Regions from separate parts of the Zea mays genome. Here region 1 is linked to region 2. The links are chromatin contacts, called in public Hi-C maps. All regions are on one chromosome and are shown on one strand. Each heading gives the region's core, a stretch centred on a gene start, on an enhancer-like site or on the middle of the called end of the contact. The rest is flanking DNA. Distances are from core to core; before and after follow the strand shown.

Region 1 (2,700 bases), core at 189-2,688, 170 kb before region 2:
CAATATATTAGGGAGCAAAAACAATAATAATAAGTATTTTTTTTATAATGGATGTTTTTAATAGAAAAATACATTGATTCCTTCCCATTAGTAATGTATATAGAGATGTTTAAACGGAGACAATTGATAGTATCGGAAGAGAGCATATAAAAAGGAACATGATCATTAATTTAGTGCAAAACAGATCAACGATATTAACTTATCAGTCCGTTTGGATGTTAGCATTGAGACAGAGGAATTGTATTGGGGTAGGAATGCCAAAGCTGAGTGGAAATGGAAATGGCCTTCAATCTCATTGTTGTTGTTTGATTGTATATATAATTGGAAATGGGATCGGGAGATCATCCAAACAACGGAATTGGAGGTTGTCCAATGACACGCTCCAATGCTAACTTCCAAATGGGGTATATTAGTAATTTAGGCCCATTTAGGACGGCTCTAGCTCTATAAAATTTAGTATAGTTAGTGGAGAAGATCACTAGATACTCTAAGAATCGTGGAGATGTGAGTTAACTTTAGATGACATTTAAATAAGTCGATTTTATTTATTATTCAGATTAAAAATATATCTTTAAATATTAAATTTAAAACTACCACTCTATAGTGGAGCGAATTTGGATCAGTTCCAAATACTCCCAACTAGGTGCATCTCAAGCTAAAAACACCTATCCTGACACCATGTGCAGGTATCTAGATTGCGTCCCGTTTCTAGCGAGCTACACTTACCCATGCAACCAATCACATGGATAGGGCACTACCAAGCTCGTCTGTCGAACTCTGGGAAGGTCCTCCCATATCATAGTTGTGTTGGGTCTCTGCTAGAGTGTGCATTTAAGCTAGGTGTAACAAGCTAGCACAAAGCACGGGGAAAAAGCACGACCCAAGCACAGTACGATATGGAAAAATTTCGGCCCGGCCCGGCTCGATGCACCGGTCTGCTTGGGCCGAGGTCCTAGCCCGTTTATGCAAGCACAAAACGGCCTTCACTGTATATTAGCGGGCATGTGTTCATGCACGCCTTCAGGGTGACACAGTCCATGGGCTAGTGCCCATCGTCCACCCGCCCTCAAGCCTAAGACCGTCTACAACAGTTTATTCATAGTTTACCTAAAAACACTATTTTACACTGTTATGCACTGTACATTGCACCAGAGTGGAGTTTGAATATATGAATGAGGATGGATAAACTGCTGGATATAGTATAAGAGGCAAGTTGCCCAACCAATGAGCCAACCATCGGTTGAACTGGAACCCTAAACCTAAATGGCCAGACGCGAGACACTCAAACCCACAGCGCAACCGCCCTCGCCCACTTTCCCTTCGCCTTGTCCTTCCCCAATCCCCAGTCGCCGACCGCACACATTCCATCTTGCCCCTTGCGCTCTTCACTAGCCGGCAGCCACCGCCTGCCCTGGCCCTACGTTCTCTAGGCTCGAGCAGCAGGGAGCACACACATCCAGTGACAACCTTCCGCCCAACTATACATGTCCAGACGAGCTGGGCTTGCCGAGCGGCCCGAAATCCGGCTCGAGCAACACGACCCAATTTTATTTTTCTATTTTTTCATATAAATACATATATTATACTTGAATATAGAGTATAAACACAAGAAACATGTGTTTTTGTTGGTTATGTGGGTGTAAATAAATGTTAAGAGCTAATAAATATAGTTTAAACCCACAAATATGCATATTTTTAGGATATTTTTATCGTTTAAACGTCATATGCTATTATGGACCCATTTGGCCCGTGGGTCGGCCCGGCACGATTATTAACCTAGCGGGCGGTGTCTGAGCCTCGCTCGGGATACGTGGGTCGGCACGACCCGAACCGCTAGCTAATCCGGGCTGGACCGGCACGGTTCCAATCCGTACCAAGCCTAGCCGTGCTCGGGTCGGACTGGCACGACCCATTTAGACATCTATACGTCCAGCCCACGTCCGATCCGGCGACAACCGTCCTAGGCCGGCTTGCGTCCGGCGTGGCGGTGGCTGTTGAGAACTACGTCACCACGGATCACCAGATCCGCTCCCTTCCCTCCCGTCAGCAGTAGAGGCGCGAGAAGCTGTAGAGAACCTGTCTCCCTTCCCATAAGCACAACAGAGTAACACACGAGACACATGATATAGGGTTGGGCCTCTGGCCTCTTTCTCTTCTCTGTATTATGAGGGGGTGTATAGGTTCCTTATATAGAGATGTGAGACCCCTCAGGGGCAAAGCCGGTATTTGCCCACATAACCCTAACTAGGGTTACTTAACACTCCCCCTTGGGCGAATACCACGACCAACACATGCCTCATTAAAACTCCCAAAAAACCAGTGGAAAATATGGAGAAAGAGCGCATGGTGACGCATATTGCATTTGCACTTTGTTGCCTCGTTAAAAACCTTATGTGAGAAACTTCAAGAAAACTCACTAAGGGAAAAAGAGTGCAACAACTATCATTAGGACATATTTCGATCATCTAGATCTAGATTCAATTGAATCTTCTATAAAGGCTAACTTTAGAAATATGCTCCCCCTGATCCTTGCAAAACTATCTCAGTATGGCAAAATAACTTCTTCTGGAAGTTTATGCAGTTATGCACATATTGATTTAGCAAATAGATTGCATATTGTTGCAAGGATTATATCAGGAACTTCACCTCTACTCACTTCTAGGATATACGAGGTAAGTGCACGTATCAACGTAAATAAGC
Region 2 (2,700 bases), core at 177-2,676:
CATATTTAAACACATATTTTTCTACTAATTATTTGCGACTGAAAATAATTAATTAAAGTAGAAAAATGCTCAAACTGCCATTTGCATGAGATGCTAACCGTTTATTGGTTGCTGCTCTTTTTTCTTTTTAGCTACACCTAATAGCATTTAATCAGGCAGGAATGAGATTGCATGCAGGCTGTCATGCACACAATAACTAAGGGAGCAGACTTCCCACCTTGGTGCGTCCGAGGGCTAAGTCACTGGGACCACACGTTCAAAGCCACTTAATTAGGATCTCTAACTAACGCATGCAGTCAAAGATTGCTTTTCTTTCAGCCACAACGTGTGCATGCATGCAGTCAAAGATCCGGCTTCCTCTCTGTCTCTGTGATCGCCGCATAGACCGCATGCCAGGCCGTTCACTCGGCCTGCGGATGGCAGCCTTGCCCATCCGCCTGACGTCATGGCGGAAGCTTGCATGCCCGGCTTGCGACGGACCTCGTTTGCGCGCAAGCGACAGTCGGGGCAAAGCTCGCTCGTGTGGCATGCGTCGGTTGGGACGAAGCTCGCCCATGGGTAGCCTGCAGCGTGGCATTGAGTTGACCTGCGTGTATCGTCGTTACACGCAGTCACGGTGCTGCTAAAGTTTGGTCGTGTGGTTCCCGACGATCGCGATCTGCTCTGGCACACCAATACCAAATTCAACGTCTGCAGCAGGCACATGCGGCGGCGGCCGACATGCACGCAGTGCACTATGTGTCGACTCGAGGGTGAGGCACGACGCTGCTGGCGCGGTCTCTAGTGGTGGCGCTAGCCACACCTTGCGGGAGCAGGTAGATCCATTCTACTAACAAACAAAATCATACCACACAATTTGGTTGCGTAGAGGAATCGGAGTCTATCGTGTAGGACAGTTCGGCTAGGCCGTAAGACCTGCCGGCTTGACAGAGAGTTGATGCAGATCTGATCCCGTAGCGACATCGAGGTAGAGCGTGCTGATAACGTGTTGAAATACGTTACTACGGATCACCAGATCCGTTCCCTTCCCTCCCGTTAGCAGATTAGGCGCGAGAAGATGTGGATGACCTGTATCCCTTCCTATAAGCACAACAGATAGCACACGAGACACATGATGTAGGGTTGGACCTCTGACCTCTTTCTCTTCTCTATATTATAAGGTGGTATACAGGTTTATTATATAGAGATGTGAGACTCCTCAGGGGCAAAGCAGGTATTTACCCATATAACCCCAACTAAGGTTAGTTGGGCTTTGACATGTATTTCCCCAAAGTGCCCGCGGGCGTGTAACTGAACCGAAGCACCCGTTCTCCCGTTTCAAATCTATGTGGGCCGGTCCATATACAGTCCAGCCAACAGACGGTTCACGATCCGGCGTGCAATCTTCGTTCAGCCCACTGGGAGTGGAGTGACTCACTCGGGTCCATTCTATAAAACCTCTGCCCGGGGGCTAGGGTTTCCTCCCAGCCGTCATCGTTTCGCGTCCGCCTCAGCCCGCCGCAAGGAGAGGTAAGGTAAGCCGCTCTCCTCTCGCCCCATCTCTCCACTGTCCGGCCGTTGTGGTCTCAGCATTCCGAATTGTATGTACTTCTTTGTTGGGTAGCCGGCTCGGTCGGTTCGTGGAACAGCCGGATCTGCTCTGTAAGCGCTTGTTCTGGAGAGGTCTTTCGGCGGGAGTGAGAGTCAAGGTCTCTTATATTTCGTGTATCTGTTCGTATCGGTAGCTTTTGCTGTTAATCGTGAGAAGGTTTTGTGGGAGGGATCTCTTTGACCTTAGTACGCCCATCTCATCGTGGTAAGGATGCTGTCTATGATTTCAAATATTATTGCCATTGTTGAATTGGAAATGGCGCTGGTTTACTAATGGTCTTGCTATGTTTCTGATTTTGGCTGGGTTAACGCCTAAACTTGGCTTTCGGTTAACGCTAGACCGAGTACTGTTATTTGTTAACCGGTAGCATTTATGTAGATGACAAAACCATTCTATGGTTCACTACACAATTTGCATTATTTTGTCTTGTCTCCTTTGCTTCTTCACCTATCTGACATTATTTTCTTTCTTTGTATGTTTCCAGTTCAGGAGACATCTTCGAGAAGCTGAAATGGCTCCTAAAGGTACACGCCTAACATATTTCTATAGGTGCCATATACTTGATCAAGAAATGCCCTGTGTCAACCTTGAAATTGCTATAAGCTGATCGTGCATTTCCTGTTCCCTTGTTTGTCTCACCACGACACCATGTATTAGGAACTAGTAACTAGTGGGTATTTGTACATTTAGGTCTTCGATCTAACAACCTCCTCTTTGTTGTACTCATGCCTTGACCAGAACATGAGTCCTCTCAAAAGGGTGAGTATAGAATTAGCAAACTGTATTTGCTGCATTATCTCTTGAATACAGATATGATCTCTAATGCATTGGCATCAATACATGTTGTAATCCTGTCTATTTTAGCGCACAATCATCATGCTGAAATTCATTACCTGTCTTTTTTATCTTACTGTGGTTTCATTAGCTGCTCCTGATTACCTGTTTTTTTTATCTAACTGTGGTTTCATTAGCTGCTCCTGCCAAGAAGGGTGATGCCAAGACCCAGGCCTTGAAGGTTGCCAAGGCTGTGAAGTCTGGGGCAGCCAAGAAGAAGACCAAGAAGATCCGCACGTCTGTGACATTTCACCGCCCCACGACCCTGAAGAAGG

Evidence for each region. A called contact is a pair of places that touch in the nucleus more often than the background predicts.
Region 1: a contact with region 2 is called in a Hi-C map of tassel, with 2.7 times the contacts expected there. The contact joins the enhancer-like site here to the promoter of LOC541695 in region 2. A contact is called at or near these places in 3 of 25 Hi-C or Micro-C datasets (leaf and tassel).

What each region holds. Positions count from the first base shown.
Region 1 is chr2:33,376,854-33,379,553 of Zm-B73-REFERENCE-NAM-5.0, reverse strand. No RefSeq gene overlaps it. Among protein-coding and RNA genes, the nearest start is that of LOC100279386, 7.7 kb to the left of the region's middle. Within about 2 kb of position 1,438, at least 8 of the 20 cell types and tissues checked have an H3K27ac peak or open chromatin away from gene starts, as enhancers often do. A contact at or near this core is called in tassel, where this site is marked.
Region 2 is chr2:33,208,132-33,210,831 of Zm-B73-REFERENCE-NAM-5.0, reverse strand. It overlaps LOC541695 (60S ribosomal protein L23A), which reads left to right and starts at 1,426. Exons shown (of 4, transcript NM_001348557.1): 1 at 1,426-1,514; 2 at 2,076-2,115; 3 at 2,563-2,700. The coding sequence starts at 2,103.